2 separate regions of the Mus musculus genome follow, and region 1 is linked to region 2. The links are chromatin contacts, called in public HiChIP or PLAC-seq maps. All regions are on one chromosome and are shown on one strand. The core of a region is the stretch at or near the end of the contact, and the rest is flanking DNA. Distances in the headings are between cores, read along the strand shown. Region 1 has its middle 19 kb from the start of Aebp2. Region 2 has its middle 88 kb from the start of Gm38917.

Region 1 (4,583 bases), core at 1,806-4,305, 410 kb before region 2:
CGCCTAGGAAACCCCTGTCACAAAATTCCTCAGAATGACGCAAATGCCACACAATCTTCTTGAGGTGGGGCTGGGATGCAAACAGAAAGGTTTTCTCTCCTCTGTGTCATTAAGTGTAATTGCTTCGTCCTCACGATTGCTTTGAAAGGGGGTGGCGGGGAGTCAATCCTGCTCTCCTCAGAGCGGAAGCCACTGCATTATGGATAAGGTTGGCTAGGGAAGAGATCTGTGGCCTAACAGGCAGCAGGGGCTCAGAAGCCCTGACAAGCTTGAGGTCCCTTCGTTCAGACTGGGCTTCTGAGGGGGAGACCAGCAGTCTCCGTTCATGGAAAGTTTGTCAGGCTCACCTGTAAGGTAGGGCAGGGCACCAAGGAGGAAGGTGGCGGGAGTCTCCTGTTCTGTCAGTGGAGAGAGTTTTCGGGGAGTGCTGCGCAGGCCCTGTCCACACAGCCTTCTTAAGTACCCCAGGATTTTCAGCATCATTTGGAATGACAAGGCAGAGCAGGGGAGGGAAGGATGGAAGAAGATTTGCCTCTGTTTGAATCTTATGGACAAACATAAGACCCTAGAGCAGACCCTAGAGACCAGCCATAAAGTCATTCACAGGACAGTGCAACAGACTCAGACAGCAGCTTTGCACAGAAGTGCAACAAACACAGGTCCACGGAGTTCACACATGACCATGACCTTGAACTCCTGACCTCAGATTCAAACTCAGGCAGACCATGACCTTGAACTCCTGATCTTTCTGTTTCTACTCAAAATGACTAACTTCACATTCCTGTGTCACCACCCTGGACTTAGATCATTAGACACAATAAGGCAATTAGCCAGGCATGATGGTGCACACGGGTAATCCAAGAACCAGGGGGGTCATAGCCCAGAGGATCATACAGAGTGAGTCCAGGGTAACCCGTCACAAAAAGACAAAGGAGCAAATGCAGTTATTTTACCTATGAGGTTTTTTGTTTTAATTCACTATTATTCTATTATTATTCAGTTTTGTGTTTGAGACAGGGTTTTATTATGCGTTCCTAGAGGGCCTGGGGCTCTCTGTGTAGATCAGAGACGCTATAGATTCCCCTGAAGTTAGTGAAGCCACCCCACCTAGTTCTGCTCTTATCCTGACTGCATCTTATGTCTGTTCCGGTGTTGTGGTTATTGTTTTTTAAGATTTATTTATTTATTTTATGTATATGAATACACTGTACTGTACAAATGGTTGTGAGTCATCATGTGGTTGCTAGGAATTGAAATCAGGACCTCTGCTTGCCCTGGCAGATTTATTTATTATTATATGTAAGTACACTGTAGCTGTCTTCAGACACACCAGAAGAGGGCAGCGTCAGATCTCATTAAGGATGGTTGTGAGCCACCATGTGGTTGCTGGGATTTGAACTCAGGACCTTCAGGACCTTCGGAAGAGCAGTCAGTGCTCTTAACCGCTGGGCCATCTCTCCAGCCCTATTCAGGTGTTTTTTTAGCCCCTAGTCCCTGAACAGTCAGGTCTGCCTTGGCGATACATGCTGGACTTGCTGTGCCCGACCATGGCTTGAATGCATAACTGAAAGATCTACTGAATGCATAGCCAAATGTCACTAGGTTCCCCTAACACCCAGCTAACAACAATCCCATTGTGGCTTCCGCCTTTTAAATGTTCTACTCCTGTGCTTCAGTGCCAAGGGAAGAGCCTGCTCTGGGTTGCGGGCTAATAAAGCCCTCTGTGTCCCTCCTGAATGCTGGGGACGGAGGGACCTGCCATTGCCTGCTTTTGCTTGTAAATTGTATCTGCTTGAGACAGGAGCTCACACTGTAGCCCAGATTGGCCTGAAACTTGGGACGAAGCTTCTGATTTAGTTTCCTGGGCTCTAGGATTAGACGAGTGAGCCATCTTTTTTTATATCTAAACGTGTAAGTGAGGAGCTGATGAGGTGGCCCTGAGGTTTTAAAAGCCCTCAGTGCTCTCTTGGAGGGCTGGATTTTGGATCCTAGCACCCATGTCAAGCACAGAATGATACCTGGAACACCAGTCTCTAGTGGATCTGATGTCCTCTTCTGGATCTTGTAGGTGCCTGCACACATGTGGCACAGACACGCTTACATACATGTTTTAAATGAAATACACATTGGGACAAGCAAGTTATCTGTTTTCTCCATGGCTCTGAGTCCCTTGGTATTCTGTCTGGACTCCACTCCCTCAGTTACCTGGCAACATCCAGGTAGGCCTGGTCTACTATAAAAGGGGTTGCTTGCCTCTTCTCTCTCTCTTACTCTTGCTTTCTTGCCTCTTGCCCCCCTTGCTCCCCCTCTCATCATTCCCTTCCCCCTCTCTCCACCTGGTCATGGCCGGCCTCTACTTCTCTACTCTCTCCTTCTCTCTGCCTTTCTCTGCCTCTACTACCCTCTTATGTCCCCTCCCCATGCCCTGAATAAACTATTCTATACTGTATCATCTTGTGGCTGGTCCCTCAGGGGAAAGGATGCCTTGTCATGGGCCAGTGAGGCACTCCTTTCCCCCATACCCCCCGACTCCCATAGAACATATTCTTATATTTCTTTCTCTTTTTATGATTACAACGGAGCCCATGTCCAGTTAATAAGTCTTTGTCTGTGTTAGATGGCTGCTGGGAAGTGAGGGGTATTTGGAGTTTTAGAGCCAAGGTGTAACCCAAAAGTCCTGCCAGCCGATTCTGGAAAGCTATTCCCCACCCCCAAGTGTGTGTGTGTGTGTGTGTGTGTGTGTGTGTGTGTGTGTATGTATGTATGTGTGCTTGTGGGTCCACATAGTCTCTCCTCTGGGCTAGGCCAACTCTTAGCTTTCCTTTTCCTCCTTCTGAAGCATGGGACTGTGGGTGTGGGCTACCATGCACCATCCCAGAGCAGTCCCTCCAGCTGAAAGCTCTCCCGTTCAGCCTGTCTGCAAGGCTGAGCTTCACAAATGGATAATTTGTCATCCTTGCAGGCAAGATCCAGCAGGCAACAGAGAGAGCCAGGTTCGTGCATGGAGTATGTCAGGCAGGGTGGAGCCCCTGAGGGCTACAGAGTTTGTTAGAGAAAGTGGCTTTGGCCAGGCTCTCTTTAGAAACGCAGCCAGCCCATTATCCTCTCCTCTACCTGAGACATAGTAACAAGCAACAGAAAGCCAAGGTTTTGTCAATGCCAGCATTCTTCCCGCAGGAGCTAATCTCCCTTTTATTAAGCCGCTCCTGGGGGTCTGCTCAGGCTAAAATGGGAATGAAAGATTAACATTAAAAAAGAAACACAAGAGCCCCTTAAATGGCCCAGTGGGTGAAGCCTGGGAACCGACAGGTTGCCCTTTGACCTCTCCATTCACGTGCCACTCTTCCCCACCCCCCAAATGCCATCAAGATAGCTCAGTCTGTAAAGGCATCAGCCATCAAGTCTGATGATGGGAGTTCAATTCCTAGAACGCAGGGGATGGAAGGAGGGAAGAGAAACAGGAAACAGTTTTTTCAATAGTTTACCTAAAAGACATCGGAATCTCTGTAAGACAGAACCCGGGCGTTCTACATATTCATAACCTGTGTGTGTGTGTGTGTGTGTGTGTGTGTGTGTGTGTGTGTGTGTGTGCGTGTGAAAATGGGAAAGACATTCTGAAATGCCTTTCCTTCTCCACTGACCTACCACTCAATCAGTGGAGAACTCTGAGAAACTTCCGCTGGCCCTGTGGTTTCCTAACCCTGGAACTGTAGAGGTTGGGGTGCCCCTCAACTTCCAGACACATTCGTTTATTTTGAGACTTAGAAGACAATCTAAGTGGCTGGATATTAACCTGTTTTTATTTTGCTCTTCCTTCTCCTTCTTCCTCCTCTGCCTCTCCCTTCGTCCTCCTTCCTCCTCTTTCCTCTTTCTTAAGCTTGAGACAGGAGACAGTTTTTGTGTGTGTGTGTGTGTGTGTGTGTGTGTGTGTGTGTGTGTGTGTGTGACCCTGGCTGTTCTGAAACTATCTCTGTAGATGAGGCTGGCCTCGAACTCACATGAGATCCTCCTGCCTCTGCCTCCCCAGTGCTGGGATTAAAGACATAAACTACCATCTTCTGGTTCAATTTCTACTATCTAAAAAGATTTAGGTACGGGCAGTGGTGGAGCATGGGAGTTAGAGGCAGGCGGACTTCTGAGTTCAAGGACAGCCTGGTGTACAGAGTGAGTTCCAGGGATAGCCAGGGCTACACAGAGAAACCCTGTCTCAAAAAACAAAACAAGCAAACAAAGATTTAGGTAACGCCAGCAGATGGGATGATGGCATGGTCTGAGCTCCTCCTCCACATAACACAATTCATTTACAATTTCTTCGTGGCTCTGACTTGCTTCCCTCCTCAGAGCTGGAATTTGCACCACCATTCCTGCTGGGCTTTCTAAGCTTGTACCTATTCCTGAGAGCATAGAGCCTTATGCTTTCGGCCTACTGTAGAATTCTTCTTCCCTATGCTTTCGGCTTGCTGTGTTTCTACCTCTCCAAACCTGGAAAATCCTCCTTGTATCTGTAACAATTAAGAGGGAAAAGCATTCAGATGGTCTTTCCCATTCTCTCTCTCTCTCTCTCTCTCTCACACACACACACA
Region 2 (4,362 bases), core at 436-2,935:
GTTCTGATTCCCAACTTCAAAGAGGCCAAAGTCTCAGGGGCTGATTTCGTTTAGCAGAGCCCACCTGTCTTGCTGTCCTCTGCTTTATTGTGTTTTATGGATTCCTCAAAGGAATCTTGTTTTTGAAACCGTGTGCAAAACAAAGTGAGATATGATTCACACTGCTTTGAACTCCAAAGTGGGAACGTAATGATAAAAAATGATTATTCTGCTCTTATTTAAACTGATAGTAAGAAATATAATACAAGATAAAAACAAAAACAAACAACAAACAAACCAACCCTCTCAAACCAACCCAGTCCCAGGTATGTGGAGGTCAGAGGACAGCTTGTGGGAGTTGGTGCTCTCCCTCCACCACAGAGTGAGTTCTGGGTGTTGAACTCAGGCTATCAGGCTTGGTACCAAGCACCCTTGTCTGCTAAGCTATCGTGTAGGGTGAATCAGAGATTTTTTTGCTATTGTTGTTGTTTGTTTTCCTTTTTGGCTTGTTAGTTGTTTTTATTTTTGGAGGTAGAATCTTGCTGGCTGGCTGGAATTCACCATGTAGACCAGACTGGCCTCAAAATCACAGAGATCTGCCTGTCTTTGCCTTCCAGGGGCTGAGATGAAAGGCCTGCTTTGCTTCGACTCATGAAATCACAGGTTGTTATTCCCAAAGATCTAAGTAACAATGTAGAGGACACTTGTGCAAGATGGCGTCATCTTGGACTTTGAGATTTGCATATTTTATTGGATTCTGGTTTTTGAGAAATAAATTCAACTCAAATCTTAAATGTCTTTCCTCATTTGTCAGATATGGAGGTGTTGGGCGGGAGAGATGACTTAGTGAATAGGGTGCTTGCTGGGAAAGGATCAAGACTTGAGTTTGGACCTCAGCATACAGGTAGATGTGGGTGTGATGCCTGCTGGGGAGGTAGAAGAGACAGGCAGAATTCCAGGACTTCCTGATTACCCAGTGCTTCGGAAATGGTGAGTTCCAGGTTCAGTGAGAAACCCTGTTGCATAAAATAAGGGCTATGACTTCTGTAAACCAGTATCAGTTTTAACTGCACTCTAAATAAGTCTCATTATACCCACAGATCTAGGTGTAGCTTTCCGCTCTCATCAATGAAGCACTTATTTATTTATTTATTTATTTATTTATTTATTTATTTATTTATTTAATAACAGACTAGGATCATTCTAGAAAGCCACAACTAGTCAAAATACAGGGATATACTGTCCAGTTACAGTGGCCATCCACAGTCATATATTTACAACACAGCCCATGTATCTATGTATAGCTCAGAGAATATCACTGAAGAGAGGGCAGAAAGAGTCTAAGAGCCAGAGGACCAGGATTTCTGCTGTAAGATAGTGCCTACTGTGTGTGACTGGGAAGCTGCACTCATAAAATCTCAAAAACTAAAACAAACCAAAAAACCCAAACAAAGAAACAGACAAAAATAAAACCAACAACCAACCAACTAAACCTCAAAGCAAGACCTGCACAGTAACAGCATGGATGGGGATCCGACTTCCACCCTTAGACTAGGAAGTGCTCCAGGCAATCAGCGGTTTCTCAGAGAGGAAGGACATCTTTCCCAAGGACAGGCCTCTTGCTAGGGTATCCTATACCAAGCAGTCAGCTCTAAACAGACATGCGTGGGCAACACAAAGAGGACTCATCCATTAATAATTGAAGAAGAGGTCATGAACTTAGGGTGTGTCTGAGGTCATGAACTTGAGGTGTGTCTGCGGGGGTGGGGAGGACCACGGAGGAGCTGGAGGATGTAGAAATGATGTAAGCACAGTTCTCAACGGATGAAAACCTTTACAATTACCTTTAGATGGAGGCTATGGAGTAAGGTACTCTAAGTGAGCGGTTGGCCTCCATGCATGCAAGCATAGGCAAGGCCACCCATGTACACATGTGTGCATGCATGCAAGCATAGGCAAGGCCACCCATGTACACATGTGTGCATGCATGCAAGCATAGGCAAGGCCACCCATGTACACATGTGTGCATGCATGCAAGCATAGGCAAGGCCACCCATGTACACATGTGTGCATGCATGCAAGCATAGGCAAGGCCACCCATGTACACATGTGTGCATGCATGCAAGCATAGGCAAGGCCACCCATGTACACATGTGTGCATGCATGCAAGCATAGGCAAGGCCACCCATGTACACATGTGTGCATGCATGCAAGCATAGGCAAGGCCACCCATGTACACATGTGTGCATGCATGCATGCATGCACCACACACACAAACTATGCAAGTTTTTTTTTTTTAAAAAGGTCAAAACAAAACATGGAAGTACTGTTGTATATGCAATGCCAAAAGAAAACAAAAAATCTCACAAAGATTGAGGGGGAAAGAGTATACCAAACCTCGAGTGCTCCTGAGAGCAGCTGTTCATAGGTATTGTGTAGAAAAGCTACTTGAAATGTGCAGGTGTATACAATAGCCTCTATACAGCTCACGGAGCCCCCTCTGAGTCTAACATTCAAGCCATTGGGATGCACAAAGAACGGGATTGTACTTCAAAAGTAGATTTTTATGTTAAAAATCATTTGAAAAGAACAGTAGCTAAGGGTTCAAATTCCTGTCTTGCAAAAGAGGTTAAAGTCATTTGGAAGAGAGCCCTAGGAGCTGGTGAACTTTGACCCATTTCATCACATACTATTTACAAAATATTCCATGGTGTCTCCGATTCTACTGTTTAAAAAAGGTCTTATTTTTGGCTCTACTTTCACACGTATGTTTCTGAAACGTACGGTAGGATGTAAACTTGGCAGCAGGCTCTTAGGTGTAAGTCAGCTACTTGAAAAGGCAGAGGCTGATCAGTTAAAACATTTATCGAACATCTTCTACACAGAAGATATTGCCTCTGGGCTGTGGCTGATGCAATGCCAACACAGTGCGGTTTCTTCCCTTGTAAGAAAGAAGTTCCCTTGTGAACTAACTGTACGAAAAGCAGAAGGGCGAACAGTAAACTAATGGTGTCCACACTGCAGGTGAGTCACGCTGATGGACACAGTGGAGCACAGCATCTTTTTATGAATTCATCTCTTTCATCCACTCAGACTTGTAAACTGGCCATCAAAGCTAACCTCTCACTTTCTCCCCCTGTGGGTATACCATCCTGTGCATTGAGTAGCTCTGTTTCATAACGTGGATTCTAAGAGACAACCCGCTTGTTTCTTCCAGTTTCCAGAGGTACTTTGGGAGCCTGTGTGAGTGGACCTCTAACTAAGCAAATGTATTAGGAGCAGTCTCTGTTTTCTAACTTAAGCACATCCTTAAGCAAGAGCAGTGTGGTGCATCTGATCTCTACTGTGATGAGATGAGATACCAGGGTACCACACCACCTACAACCCACTGCTGCCACGGATGGAGGGACCACATTGGGTCTCAGCTGGAGAGATCCTTTGAACAGGACAGGGATGGAGAACACAGAGCAGAGGCCTAGATTCAGAGTAGAGTTTCAACCGAGACCCTGGTTTGTAGGAACAGAAGACTCCAAGACATTGCTGCTCCAAATGACCCATGGTTTCATGGAGCCTGAAGCTATGGAGAATATGACTGACACAAGTCAGAAGCCAGTGTGATGGCCAAGTGTAAGGATTAACTGAGGGACAAGACTATCAGAGTCAGTGGCATCTTCCAGTAATGGCCCTGGTACACATAGGCAGTGTCGCCTGGTGAGTGTGCTATTTATTGCCAAGGAGTACCATCCATGTAGCAAAATTCTCTCCTAATTAATTGATTGGATAATAAAGATGACAAGAAGCCAATCACTGGGCAAGGAGGAGGCGGGTCTTCTGGGTCTGAGAAAGGAAGAGGGAACACAGGAGGAGGGTATTTCCTTTTGGACATTGAGGGGAGGGAAAGCAGATATGGTGGTGGAATCCACCAGAATCCGTCACCAGATTTCTAACATGGGATAGTTAATGAGTTTAGGATGCTAGACACTGCTCCCAATGGTTGTGTTATCTGTTGATTCTAAACTAGATTGTCTGGTGTTTTCCATTTCTCAGCGACTCAACTGAACTCCAGGGGAAAGGTAACAGCGGAGCCTGGGTTGGTGAAAGTGCACCCCAGCTAGCCACGGAAATTTGGGAGTGCTGAGCGGTTTGACAGCAGCTAGCCACAGGGGTTGGATGACTGGGAATACTGCTGCAAGCGAACCGAAGGAAGTTGGGCAAAGGAAGTTGGGCGGACCACCGCTTAGGGATAGCCATGGGGGTGGGGAGACCATTGCGGCCAGTGAGTAGCCAGCGATATTGTGGGCTGATTTTTAATAACTACAGGCAACACATTCAGGCGTTTGGAGCTGTACTGGAACTGTGGAAGCCTCCTGCTTTGAGTAATAA

What was found. HiChIP or PLAC-seq counts read pairs in DNA pulled down with a chosen protein or histone mark.
Region 1: an H3K27ac HiChIP or PLAC-seq map of embryonic stem cells shows a contact between it and region 2, with 12 read pairs. The contact joins two enhancer-like sites. A contact is called at or near these places in 1 of 484 Hi-C or Micro-C datasets (embryonic stem cells) and 3 of 115 datasets of contacts at active chromatin or transcription factors (all in embryonic stem cells).

Annotation. Positions count from the first base shown.
Region 1 is chr6:140,602,138-140,606,720 of GRCm38.p6, reverse strand. No RefSeq gene overlaps it. Among named protein-coding and RNA genes, the nearest start is that of Aebp2, 19 kb to the left of the region's middle. Within about 2 kb of position 3,055, at least 21 of the 459 cell types and tissues checked have an H3K27ac peak or open chromatin away from gene starts, as enhancers often do. A contact at or near this core is called in embryonic stem cells, where this site is marked.
Region 2 is chr6:140,195,599-140,199,960 of GRCm38.p6, reverse strand. No RefSeq gene overlaps it. Among named protein-coding and RNA genes, the nearest start is that of Gm38917, 88 kb to the left of the region's middle. Within about 2 kb of position 1,685, at least 6 of the 459 cell types and tissues checked have an H3K27ac peak or open chromatin away from gene starts, as enhancers often do. A contact at or near this core is called in embryonic stem cells, where this site is marked.